Linked DNA regions of Oncorhynchus mykiss: region 2 is linked to region 1. The links are chromatin contacts, called in public Hi-C maps. All regions are on one chromosome and are shown on one strand. The core of a region is the stretch at or near the end of the contact, and the rest is flanking DNA. Distances in the headings are between cores, read along the strand shown. Region 1 overlaps LOC110524305 (histone-lysine N-methyltransferase, H3 lysine-79 specific). Region 2 overlaps LOC110524308 (RNA polymerase II elongation factor ELL).

Evidence for each region. Hi-C and Micro-C count contacts between places; a contact is called where the count stands out from the background.
Region 2: a Hi-C map of liver shows a contact between it and region 1, with 7 times the contacts expected there. A contact is called at or near these places in 3 of 3 Hi-C or Micro-C datasets (blood and liver).

Annotation. Positions count from the first base shown.
Region 1 is chr5:63,831,774-63,838,812 of USDA_OmykA_1.1, reverse strand. It overlaps LOC110524305 (histone-lysine N-methyltransferase, H3 lysine-79 specific), which reads left to right. Exons shown (of 29, transcript XM_021603829.2): 12 at 1-2; 13 at 176-262; 14 at 364-586; 15 at 744-857; 16 at 963-1,054; 17 at 1,334-1,435; 18 at 1,547-1,684; 19 at 1,818-1,943; 20 at 2,114-2,529; 21 at 3,782-3,887; 22 at 4,007-4,156; 23 at 4,511-4,553; 24 at 4,654-5,213; 25 at 6,241-6,443; 2 more. Among protein-coding and RNA genes, the nearest start is that of LOC110524306, 13 kb to the right of the region's middle.
Region 2 is chr5:63,864,376-63,871,414 of USDA_OmykA_1.1, reverse strand. LOC110524308 (RNA polymerase II elongation factor ELL) reads left to right here. Exons shown (of 12, transcript XM_021603834.2): 12 at 1-2,069. Among protein-coding and RNA genes, the nearest start is that of LOC110524305, 14 kb to the right of the region's middle.

The DNA.
Region 1 (7,039 bases), core at 3,228-5,727:
GGGTAAGCTTCTTTTTGTTCCTTTGGTCACTGTATTATTTTATGTTGCCCACAGAGTATGTGTAATGACAATCTTAGTCACTTCCGGATTGTCTTTGCAGTTGCACCCAGTTTATATGCCCTCCTGAACTATTCACATGGTAAAACAACACTAAGATGCTCCTATGTGTTTTTAGGAGGAGCAAGAAGCAGCTAGGCGTCGACAAGAAAAGAACAGTAAAGACAGTAAAAACACCACCCCAACCAAGGCAAAGGAGCACAAGGTAAGTCCCTTTATCGTCTTTCACGTCTCTATGCTCAGAGTGGTGATCTCATCAGGAGAAGAACTTTGGTTTGTTTTCACGCTGGCCTCTCCCTGTCTCAGGATTCCTGCGGCGAGGATGAGCAACCGAGGCTATTGGCAGTCGTGAAGGCGTCACCCAAACCCCGCCGCGCCAAACTCCTCAGCAAAGGCCGCAAGCTGAGCGCTCGGAAGCGCGGGCGTCCCAAGAAGGCTGCCGTGACTGCAGCCGAACGCAAGAGCAAGAAGAGCCAGAGTGCCCTGGAGCTGCTGCACGCCAAGACCATCTCTGCAGCACCCCCTCAGGGTGAGCCACCTGCTCACTCTCACACACACACACACACACACACACACTCCTACCCAGGGCTGAGTCCATATACCCTTGTGCATTTCTGTTTATTTAGCCTTAAACTCTTCATTTTGATCAATGTTTGTTTAGTTGACTTTCCTTGTTGTTTCTACAGATGCATACAGGTCACCTCAAAGTCCCCTCTACCAGCTACCTCCCAAAGTTCAGCACTATGCGTCTGGGCAACTGCTGCTGGGCCCCACTCCTCCTGGCCTACAACAGCTTCTAGGTGAGCCTCGCTACCCTGACCCCACCCTTCCTTATCACACAGACCTGTCTATTAGTCACAGCCAGCAGAGCTGAAGGCCAGTCCTCTCTGTCTCTCCCCCCACAGACAACATTAAAGTCCAGTACCTCCAGTTCATGACCTACATGAAGACACCTCAGTACCACAATCACCTGCAGCAAGTCCTGGAGCAGGAGAAGGTAAATAGAATGTCCAAATCACTCAATCCAATGCAAATAATCCATGTGACAACAGTATCGCCACCTCGTTAAAGAGTAATAGATGATATCATAAATTAAATTACTGCATTCAGATTCACTCCCTCAGGCTCAAACTTCAACTCTCAACCCTCCCTTTATCAGTCATGTTGAAGGAGACTAACCCACTGGGAATGTTGCCTCTGCTTTAGTCTCAACCTCTAAAGCTTTTCTCTTTTGTTCTTCCTTCCCTCTTCCTCCATCTCTCCTCCACCTCTGCAGCTAAAACACAGCGAGCTCTCTGGGCAGGCGGAGCAGCTGCAGACTGTGTGTCAGACCCACAAAGAGAAGATCAAAGGCCTCTTCCACACCAAACTGGATGAGGTAGGCAGATAACGTGGTGAATGTCTAATGAAACCAGCTGGTAATGAGAAACCAATGTTGGGAGAGTACTCGATCGCCAAACATCTTACCCTGTCTTTGTGTTCCCCTCAGCTGGGAGTGAAGGCCCTAACTGTGGAGGACCTGCTGCAGGCCCAGAAGGAGATCTCCGCCCACAACCATCAGCTGAAGGAGCAGACCAAGCAGCTGGAGAGAGACATGATCGAGCTGAGGGACCACAGCCTGCTCCTGGTGAGACAACCTCGCTACTCCTGAGTGTCATCTCTCTGGCCCTTTTCACATTGGGGTTGATCTGCGTGTTGGGCATTCTGTCAGACATATAGCCAGAGACTTGCAACTCACTAACTATAACGGTCTGTTTCAGTTGAAGTCTCGGTGTGAAGAGCTGAAGCTGGACTGGAGCTCTCTGTGTCTTGAGAGCCTGCTGAAGGAGAAGCAGGCCCTACGCAGACAGATCTCCGAAAAACAGCGGCACTGTCTCGAGTTACAGGTACACACCTCTGTGCCCCTTCCTCTCTGTTCCACCTATCTCTACCGACAAACTTAGAAGTAGTGGAGGAATCGGTCATCTACTGTTGTTGTGAAGCATAGTTTTTGTTAGCAAAGTGATGTTCCTATTCCTTACCTTGTGTAACGGCTCCCCCTGGTGTTGGTTCTCAGATCAGCATCGTGGAGCTGGAGAAGAGTCAGAGACAACAGGAGCTGCTCCAGCTCAAGTCCTACAGTCCCTGTGAGGATTCCCCTTACCGTAAGGGCCTCCCTCGCCCTACCCTGGACCACGACACCCCCAAACTGAGCCTGGTCGTGGCCGGCCTCAGCCCCGAACTGTCCATCAACGGCACCGCCTCGCCCTGCTTCGACAGGAGGGCCACCAAGGGAGAGCTCCTCTCCCGCTACCTGCCCATCTCGCCTGACGACGAGATTGTGCCCCCCACCCCGGACGCCCGGCACAGGCAGCTGGGTCACCCCCTCCCTGACTACACCCGCTTCTCCCCAGCCAAGATCGCCCTGCGCAGACACCTGAACCAGGACTCTAGTACTGCACACTTCAGAGGCTTGGGCTTCACTGGTCTCAGGTAGAGTCCTGCACGGGTCCGTTTTTTGGAGCCGCACCCGCCCCGCGCTGGCCACATCAATTCGGAGCCTCACCCGATATCCGACATCAGGACAGATTTTTCTCCGCAACCTGACCCATCCGCGTAGAATTGTTCCGAGAAGCGATCCGTGACCCGCCAAAATAACATCGACAACTAACAGAGTTGTAGACAATTCCCATTCCCTGCATGAATTCATTTGTGTCTATTTATGTCTATTAAAAATGTTTATAAAAGGAAACTATGCACAATGCGATGCGGCACATTGACAACTCAAATCGCTTTGAAAAAGAGCTTTCTAAGTAACCTCCTTATCTAATGTAAGTCTATAGCCAACACAACAAAACAATACCTTTACATTGAGTATTGTTTCGATAATCAAGTAGTTGAATTGAAACTTAAATGAATATTTCCCAGAATCAAATAGGCTACATTTATTTAGTAGGCTATTGGCAACTCAAACTATTACCAGCCGCACAGGTGTAAAATTTCCTGCGTATGGTCTAAATGCACGAAAGCCTGAATTTATGTAATAATTAACTGACAGTTAACTGAATTATTGTTAACAAACACCTGCTTGCACTTTTGCAGGCTGTGCATCCATCTACTGGGTTGTTGTCCTCCTTGTCCACAATGACTCCAAAAGCCTTCCAAAACCGAGGATTTCACTCGTGCAGCACCTGTTTCCACGATGGTGTATTCATCATAACCTTTCTTTTTATTTCTCCTGTTACGTTAACCAACCATACGTTGCCAATGTATCGTTGTGTGGCAGAAGGGAACATAAGCTCTCTGCACGTGGACAAATTAGGAACGTTTCAGCACCACACAACAAATGGACAGTTCCTGCTCCACTCTCTCGCTGCATGGCTGGTAGCCTAGGCTGTGTCTGCCTCACCACTCACATAGCCTAATTGAATTCACCAGACACAATTTAACAGAACAAGCTCCAAAAAAATATTATCTTGATTTAAAACGTTAAACGCAATATAATTGTTCTGAACCGCGAGCCGACCCGCTGGTTGAAAGAATGTTTTCATTCCACCCGCCAGCAGATTTTATTTTTTCTTTTTTTCGGATCAACCGCGAGGAACCGTGGGTATCCGACCCGATGCAGGACTCTAGTCTCAGGTTAGTTATCAACAGACTGACATAGTAGATTGTCCTGAAAACATGGAGATGTGTTCCATGTTTGTTGAGGACAGTATTCCTGACTGTTTTTCTACTCCTGCAGGGGGGATATGGGCGCCATCACCTCTCCACTAGGCGCTAAACTGAGCTGCCTGTCTCCCAACTCATCAGACAGTCAGCAGAACAACATACTCAGGAGTGCTGAGAGGGTAACTGTCTGTCCTCTCTGTCCACACACTGACACACAGCCTACCCTGTTGATTCACACACAGTATGTACTCAGTCTGTCTGACTGGTGTGTGTGTGTGTGTGTGTGTGTGATGTCCAGGGGGGTAAGGAGAAGAGTCCAGCAGGGGGTCCGGGTGAAGCCATCACCAGCCTGCCCATCAGTATCCCCCTCAGCACAGTGCACCCCAGCAAACTCCCTGTTAGCATCCCCCTGGCCAGTGTGGTGCTGCCCAGCCGAGCAGAGAGACTGGTGGGTACATATGGCTCCTATAACTCTGGCTTAGAGCAGTGGTTCCCAAACTTTTTCACTCTGGACAGTTGATCTGGATATTTCTGACAAGTTATAAATACTGTAGCTCACGAAGGTCTGCAATGACTGACATGACACGAGGGAAACTGTTGATTTACTATCCAATTTCGAAGTTGTACCTTGTGCATTCTACGATTACAACTTTCCAAAGTAAGTTGAAAGGCCGACTGACTTTGGGAACCACTGGCTTAGAGAATGGCAGGGCTACAGGTAGCTTTCCGACTGGGTAGTAACGTCCTGTTTGCTGTAATAAACCACTGTGTTGATTCAAGCGCTCTGTGTTTGTTTTTGTAGAGGAGCACACCGAGTCCTGTGTCCCAGACAGGCCAGACCAACGGTAAGCAGTCCCAAATACACTCTATATCATCCATTGAATCCTGCATGTGTTGAGACATATCATGACTGACCAGTGTCCAACCCCCTCTGTCCTTCTTCAGGGTACTCCTCTAGCTTAGGGCTGATGAACGGAGGCTCTCACTCTGAGGAACAGGACGGGGCTGCCCCCTCCCCTCCCCCTCATGGTGCCCCTCCAATGGGACCAACACAAGGCCACAGCCCCCCCCTCAGCACCGGAGGGGTCCTCCAGTATGCTGACGGCACCCCCAGAATCCTCCCTGAGGACAGGGCCGAGCGCCAGGGCGAGTCTGACTCTGAGCCCCAGGACAGCGAGTCCAGACGCCGCATGTTCTTCTCTTCTTCCTCTTCATCGTCTTCCTCCTCCTCTGGGGGCGCCGCTTCTCGCCTCCGCCTCGGCTCGGCCAGACAGAGCCAGCATCACCTAGGTAGCCACAGTAACCACAACAACCACCACCACTCGCCGGGCTCCCAACACACAAACTCTCACGGCCATGGGTCTCAGGAGGAACGCAAGCGTGGGAGGAGGAAGCGAAGCTCAACGGGGGCTCAACCTGCCAGTGGCTCCCCAAAGAGGAAGTCCTTTCCTGGGCTCAGCTCCACCAATCACCCATCAGGATCCCCACTCAACATCAACACCATGGTGAGTCAAGCTACGTTCAGGTTGCTTCCCTGTTCTTTAAAACGTGGTACACGGCTTCAATGGCTAAGTTGGTTGCAATGCAGTACTTGCTACAAGAGTTGTTGGATTCCTATCTAGGCCCTACTGAATACATATTTTAACTGTAGGCTAAAGATGCACAATGTACAAATCTCTCCACCAATTCTTGGTTTCTAAAATTCTAAGTTCTCCTAATTTCAGTTTGTATGACAAAACAAGGAAGTATAGAGTAGACAATAATTGTACCATCCAAACCACTGTGAAGTATCTTTTCCATTACCAAAAATGTGTTTTTCAGCTTTTTGAAGCTGGTGTGCAAAACCGAAAGTAAGATGCAAAAACAAAACTTAAAAACGGAAGCATAGAACAGATCTACCGCTTCTTAGACTTGTTTTCTTTGAGAATGACAGATCTATAACTCATATTTCTTTGTGAATTTTGTCAGGTCGACCAAAAGGGTACATATTGTAGCTTTAGGGTTAGGGCAGGGTTTCCCGAACTCGGTCCTTGGGACTTGAATGGGGGCGCATGTAGTTGTTTTTGCCTAAACACACAGCTGATTCAAATGATCAAAGATTGATGATTAGTTGATTATTTGAATCAGCTGTGTAGTGTTAGGGCAAAAACCAAAACGTGCCACACTTGGGGTCCCGAGGACCGAGTTTGGGAAACCCTGGGTTAGGGCTCATGTATCACTCCAGTGTTAATCTGCTAAATTGTAATTATTCGCTCCTATGGCCTATTTATTGCCTGCCTACCTCATGCCTTTTGCACACACTGTATATAGACTTTCTTTTTTTCTACTGTGTCATTGACTTGTTTATTGTGTTATTGGCTTGTTAATTGTTTACTCAATGTGTAACTCTGTGTTGTTGTCTGTGTCACACTGCGTTGCTTTATCTTGGCCAGGTCGCAGTTAAATGAGAACTTGTTCTCAACTAGCCTACCTGGTTAAATAAAGGTAGGGGGAAAAAAGGGCTAACCCTGTTTTCTGTGTTTGTCGTGTCAGGTGAACAACATTAACCAGCCTCTGGAGATCGCTGCCATCTCTTCCCCGGAGCAGTCTGGATGTAGCCCCTGTGGTCCAGACATGGACCAGCCCCCTGTATTGAAGCGAGAACGCCCTCTGGAGATGAATGGCTCAGGATGCTACTCCTCCGCACCCAGCTCTGATGATGACTCTGGCTACCCCGCGGACAGCTCCAGCTCAAGGTATAGTAAACGGTGAAGCAAAAAAATAACGTGTGGTTGCACACTCATTTCTACAGAACAGTACGTTTTGAAGTTGAATTTTCTTGTATTTGTCTTGTTTTAGAATTGAAAGGAAGATTGCCACTATTTCCTTGGAGAGCAGAGATGGACCAGGCAGACCAGGGGACAGGGAGCGCGGTAAGGAACATCCCATAATGTGACTGCTGAAGCCTGCATAATTAACATGATATCACTGTCTGCTATCTACTGTGCTTTTTCTTGTGCTCTTTTTAAAATAAAATAAAATTCTCTATTGGGTTAACAGGAAGGAAGTCAGGAGGCAGCAGCAGTAACAGCACAGGAAGTGAGGTCTCCTCTTCATCTTCCTCCTCATCCAACAGCAAGTGGAAATCCACCTTCTCCCCCATCTCTGACCTCAAGCAGCCCCTGTCCGAGGTGAGGCAGGGGGGCTCCCCCTTTGGCACAGGGAGAGAGCCGCGGGGCCTGGGCACGGGTACGGACTCAGACTCTGATCACAAACCGCAGCAGCAGAGGAGGGGGTGCGAGGGGGCCGGGGGCGAGCCCTCAGGGTTTCAGGACATCCCCCTTAACCCCTT
Region 2 (7,039 bases), core at 1,950-4,449, 34 kb before region 1:
AAATAGTTTGTTTGAGAACAGATAAAATGTAATGAATTATGGTATCACATTTTTCCCCATATATTGAAATGGAAGGTTCTAAACTCTATTTTACTGTTTTTTTAATTTATTATTTCATTTTTGTTCTTCTATAGGAGTAACAAGTTCTGTTATTTTACACTCCTCAATATCAGTACTACAAAGCAGTGTCTTGTTTTTGTTTTTTTCTTCACATCTTGAATGTTAGTCAGTATTTTATGCAAAAACTGCCTTGGCAATCAAATTGTCCATCTGTTGCAGTTCATTATTTTCTTTCCTTTTTAGAGATGCACCTATCCCCATCAATTTAATAAAGACAATGCTATACAAAATCCAGTCAGGCATAGGTGCCTCTGCTTGGCTTTTCTTACATATTGTTCAAATGTCTTAACCAGAAGGACATCATGTAAGAGCAGCCTCAGGTGATAGGAGCTTACTGAATTTAAAGGGTTAACACAAGCTGGGAAAGTGTTTTTTCACCACCAGTCAGGGCAAGCTCGGATTTGTTTTTCATATGGTTACGGTGATGGTACTTGGCTATGCCTGTATGCAATGGGTCGAGGTCGTTTTCCCTATGCAGTTAACCCAGTTCACAATGGTGTCAGACTCAATTTGCCAGACCAACTGCCATGTACACCAGGCAAATTTGGATCCTTGTATTTTTATCAACTAATGCATACAGGGAAGATGAAATAATCGGTGCTTTGACCTAACGTAGTCTGTTTAATCACAAGTTGGAAGATACAGTATTAGTATACCCCATGCAGCAGCTTTTACTATTGTAACTGTTTTCTTTGCGACTGTTTTAAAGTGTACTTGAATATATTGGTAGTATAATTTCCCTCTAATTCATGCAAACAATTGGCTCTTAAATAAGGGTTTTATTTCCTATATCTAGTACTTGTTCATCTACATGATTGTCAAGACTGTTAACCCAAGACCAGCCTCGCCTATCTTCCAAATGGAGTGGATGACTTATCTTTGTATCTGCCAGGCTAAAGTATTCCAGATCTTGTGTCCTGAACTCACAAATGATCAGGAACGCTGTAATGTTTTTGGAATCTGTCACTGAGCTCTCCCAAAATCACTGTTCAGTAAATTTTGGTCTAGTCAACTAATGCCTTTCTGATCGACCTTTCTACGTGAATATGATAAATAGTTAATCTTGTTACTCTTACCTGGGTTTTGTCCAAATGAGACGTTTCCCTTTGTCCATCAGAGTTCGTGCTTTATGAATGTTACAATGACCAGTATTTGTATCTTTACTTAAAACCGCTTCCTAAGGAAATCCAAGCACAGGCCTGATAAAACCTCTATGGTAACTATTTCTGACCAGCATTAATAGCAAAATAATGCTCTCCCATGAATCGAGCAAACAGCAAAATCATTTGATTATGTTCTACTTACCATTTGACAAAGAATTGTTGATTTAGTTGACGTCATTTGCCCTATGAAATTTAAAGTCTTTGGTTACGACGTGAGGGGGCTCTTACTCACTTCAAATGGGATATCCATGCGCTCAGATGTTTCAATGTAATGTATCATCACCTCCTGAAATCCAAACATGGCCAATGCTCAGCGATTCATTTATCACAATGCTGATTATTGGGGCCGATTTGAGATTGCCCCTGGATTGAATGTTTCGTGACCAGAATCAATTCTCAGCATCACCCAGTACCGTGGAACCCTTTGAATAAGTGACTTTTCATCTCGGAGTGAGTTGTTTTATAGTGACATTCTGAAAGGATTACTGTATACATTTCTCTTGCGGTCAAATCTATTTTGATGCCGTTCTCATCAATAAAGATGGTTAAGGCATTTATTTGCTCAGATATGGAGCTAAGTTGTTTTTAGTATGAATTGCCAGTTCAGAACACTATGGTATGAGTTGAATGTGCCAAATGACCTGTTGTATAGGTTTTCATATGACTAGAAATGGCTTCGGAGGAGAGTCTGGGATATTGGCACTGAAACCCAAAGCACGCTTTTTGAAACCATAAGGGATTAGGTCTGAAATGGACATATTTCAATAAAATTCTTTCAAATCCTTATTTTGGGTCATTCTGAGGTGGTTATTGCACTTTATTGTATCGCATTTGAAACGCACAAACCACACATTGAGTTTGAGGGAAGAGTTAAATATTACAACTGTCAAATTCTAAACATTCGTGATCATGATTTTCCTTACCCCTTTTCAGTCGTAACCTGAAATTTTACTGAATACAGGAAAGGGGTTACTTTCTATAGCAGTTCCTTTGGTTCTAAATTGTTCCTCCTTCCTAGTACCTTAATTGCCCATGGTCGTCAGTTGTTTTACTAATAATTGTACTGTTTCCTGCCCCATTTCTAAATATGATTTCCCCATGATAATTTGCCAGGAAGCCTATATTTAGCCCTGTGGACATGAATCATTGGAGCCTGATAAGAAATTGTGGCAGACGTTTGACTTTTCTATTGACTAAACAATAGTATCTGAATTTGTTGAGCTCCATTGTATCTTGTCTCACCTGTCCTTGATTAATATGAATACCATTGTAAAGAAGCCACATCATGGCATGTAGAGATATTGAGACAGTACAGTGTTGACGTCAACAGTGAAACTGGATGTATTGCCTCACAATCCTCTTGGGGGCAGTAGTACTTTGTTTTTTGATTGCAGTTTGTGTCCATGACTATCAATCAGGAGAAAGCTTCTATGTGCAGCAACAATGCTATTTGGCCTTGGAGCGAACACTGAGGCTACATTAGTGTGAGGTTCCGTTACCACAAAAATCTCTCTTCAATATCGGGGGTCTTCAATATCGGGTTGGTAAAGCCCAGGAAAGCACAATCTCATGTACTTATCAGAATACCATTCCATAGGCCGTGTGTATGCTGTGTATTTCTGGTTCTGTTGAGCTTCATTCTATCCCACAGGAATGTTTAGTTTTCCTGCCTGATACACTTGAAATTTGACTCCAATAAAGGCATTGGCATGGCTGTGTGTGGCTAACAGGAGGGCCGCAATCTGACGCACTGAAAGATCTCAGAAATCCATACATTTATCCAGTTGGCCAGGCTAAGCTGCCTTTGGCTCCCGTACGAATGTTGGCCTCAGCTCAGGGAGCTGGAGGGGTGTCAGCGAGTTCAGTTTGGCAGCTTGCCCTGTTCCTGGTGGACTCCAGGCTTGCCCCCTCCTTCCACTCAACAAACACTACCACACACTATTCAGCCTCTCTACAGAGCCCCTGACATGTTTATAACTACACCAGAGATTAAGGGCTTTGCCTGTGTGTCCATTGGTCTGTCAGTAAGGCATAATCCTCTCAATTGTCTGCCCTAAAGATAGGGCTGAGATATGCTCTGTAGATTAGAAGTACAGATCACCACCCTAATTTGGGAAAGTAGGTAATGTTTGAGTGTATCTGGCTGATTTAAATGACCTCCACACCTCCATATTTGATCATTACACAACAGGTCCATGCATATGTACAGACTCAACACTGTTGGAGGAGGAGATTACATAAATACAAAGTGTTGATCATTTTAATTTGGAAACAAAAATGAGCTTCCATCCTGAGCCTCCCATTCCCCCACCCATCCAACATGTCTCCATCCAACCACCACTTATACCCTAAACCCCCCCCCCCTAAAATCCACCCCTTCCCTGTGGAAGCAAAGAATGTAAAAAAAAAACGCGTAGAAAATGTGCATGGCTGTCCATGTGGGTGCCGGAGTGAGAAAGACACAAGTGAACCAATCAGCAAAAAAGCACAGCCCTCTTCATTAGATGCATTGTGCCTATAACATCAAGGACCCTTTCTAGACTCTGAAGTCAGGAAAACTTCGAGTTTGGTATCAGCCAGACTAGATTTCGGACCCGTGCTGTTGAGTGTATGTGCGTTCATGCTTCAGCACTGCAGAACTGTCAGGAGTGCTCTTCATACTTCTTGTGTGTACGAAAGTGCTGCAGGTAGGTTGAGCGATGGCTGAAGTCGCCCTCCACAGCACTCCTCTGGGCAGACAAAGGTCATCCCACCCTTGTGGAAATGCAAATGGTCCTTTAGTGACACCTCCCATTTAAAGTTGCACCCACAGATGGTGCACCCGAAGGGTTCTTCTGTGGAATTTCTGATGCTTTGTCAGGCAGGCTGCCTGCTTGAAGCCTTTATCACACTAGGCACAGACGAAGGGAAGAATGTCTTCATGCACCACCTGATGCTTGTCAACATCAGCTTGAAGCTTTTGCCACAGATGGGGCAGGAGTATGGTTGTTGGTCAGAGTGGACCAGTCTGTGCTTGATGAGGTCAGAATTTCAAATGAAGCGCTTGTAACACTGAGCACTCGTATGGCATCTCTCCACTATATCTGAGGATGATCCTACAGGACATAATGCAAAAGAACATACACTTTTTGACAAGGAATCTACTGGTGTGTTCTAAATTGCCCATAAGCAGGATTCAAATGGTTTACAGTAGCATCCATTTTCTATTGCTACTGTGATCTCTGCATAATGTAAAGAATTTCTCTCCCAGATAATTTATCATTTTGTCGTGCACTTCTTGGGAGTTCCTCTTACATTTCTGGTTCTAGTTTTAGTGGTACTACAGTGACCATTTCTCACTCTTTTACTCTCTCATTTTGTCCTGCTGCATTTGTTGAAAGTTCCAAGTCTTCCTTTGAGGTTCTAGTTTTACAGTGACTCTCTGATTCTAACTATCCTGTTGTCCTGTATACCTAGGTCACATTTGTCATTTGAGGTTCTTGTTGTGGCACTACAATGATGTGGAATTTCAGATTCCTCAGTGACACTAGTGTCCTGAGTATTCTAATTTCACCGAATCATCATAGTGACCTTCGGGTCTGTTTCACTGGGGTATTGTTCTCGGTGTGACTATCACAACTATTTCTGTTGATCACATTCTTCCTCTTCGCTTTTCACCTTCATTATCCTGCAAAATAAACAACAATTTGTTAAATTCTTGTTTAAAATGAATTATTATATTGCAAATAACTAACGGGTCACTGTCATTGGGCGTTAATATCATTCTCTTCCCTATGACAAGTACAGTGCCTTGCGAAAGTATTCGGCCCCCTTGAACTTTGCGACCTTTTGCCACATTTCAGGCTTCAAACAAAAGATATAAAACTGTATTTTTTTGTGAAGAATCAACAACAAGTGGGACACAATCATGAAGTGGAACGACATTTATTGGATATTTCAAACTTTTTTAACAAATCCAAAACTGAAAAATTGGGCGTGCAAAATTATTCAGCCCCCTTAAGTTAATACTTTGTAGCGCCACCTTTTGCTGCGATTACAGCTGTAAGTCGCTTGGGGTATGTCTCTATCAGTTTTGCACATCGAGAGACTGACATTTTTTCCCATTCCTCCTTGCAAAACAGCTCGAGCTCAGTGAGGTTGGATGGAGAACATTTGTGAACAGCAGTTTTCAGTTCTTTCCACAGATTCTCGATTGGATTCAGGTCTGGACTTTGACTTGGCCATTCTAACACCTGGATATGTTTATTTTTGAACCATTCCATTGTAGATTTTGCTTTATGTTTTGGATCATTGTCTTGTTGGAAGACAAATCTCCGTCCCAGTCTCAGGTCTTTTGCAGACTCCATCAGGTTTTCTTCCAGAATGGTCCTGTATTTGGCTCCATCCATCTTCCCATCAATTTTAACCATCTTCCCTGTCCCTGCTGAAGAAAAGCAGGCCCAAACCATGATGCTGACACCACCATGTTTGACAGTGTGTTCAGGGTGATGAGCTGTGTTGCTTTTACGCCAAACATAACGTTTTGCATTGTTGCCAAAAAGTTCCATTTTGGTTTCATCTGACCAGAGCACCTTCTTCCACATGTTTGGTGTGGCTTGTGGCAAACTTTAAACAACACTTTTTATGGATATCTTTAAGAAATTGCTTTCTTCTTGCCACTCTTCCATAAAGGCCAGATTTGTGCAATATACGACTGATTGTTGTCCTATGGACAGAGTCTCCCACCTCAGCTGTAGATCTCTGCAGTTCATCCAGAGTGATCATGGGCCTCTTGGCTGCATCTCTGATCAGTCTTCTCCTTGTATGAGCTGAAAGTTTAGAGGGACGGCCAGGCCTTGGTAGATTTGCAGTGGTCTGATACTCCTTCCATTTCAATATTATCGCTTGCACAGTGCTCCTTGGGATGTTTAAAACTTGGGAAATCTTTTTGTATCCAAATCCGGCTTTAAACTTCTTCACAACAGTATCTCGGACCTGCCTGGTGTGTTCCTTGTTCTTCATGATGCTCTCTGCGCTTTTAACGGACCTCTGAGACTATCACAGTGCAGGTGCATTTATACGGAGACTTGATTACACACAGGTGGATTGTATTTATCATCATTAGTCATTTAGGTCAACATTGGATCATTCAGAGATCCTCACTGAACTTCTGGAGAGAGTTTGCTGCACTGAAAGTAAAGGGGCTGAATAATTTTGCACACCCAATTTTTCAGTTTTTGATTTGTTAAAAAAGTTTGAAATATCCAATAAATGTTGTTCCACTTCATGATTGTGTCCCACTTGTTGTTGATTCTTCACAAAAAAATACAGTTTTATATCTTTATGTTTGAAGCCTGAAATGTGGCAAAAGGTCGCAAAGTTCAAGGGGGCCGAATACTTTCGCAAGGCACTGTATATCTTGAGGGTCAAAAATCACTGGGTCAGGGTATCTCTGTTGGCTCTCCCACGATGAAATGCTGTAATATAACAGTTCTCAGTCACTGATGGGTTGTTAAATCCCAATGTAGACAGATGGCTATACACTGAACTGCAATGTAGTTTACGAAAGTTCAACAGAGAGGCTGGTCTGAATGCTCATTTAACTTCAGTAAGAATAACAATTCACTTTGTTTCCTATTCTATCGGCATAGTGGGAATGAATACAAACGTATCATCAGCATAGCATCTTGTTTCTTCTTTTTCCTGTTACCCATGTGCGGAATGTCATTCACCTATTTACCTTATAGCCTAAGCACGGCACAATAATGCTCCTTCCT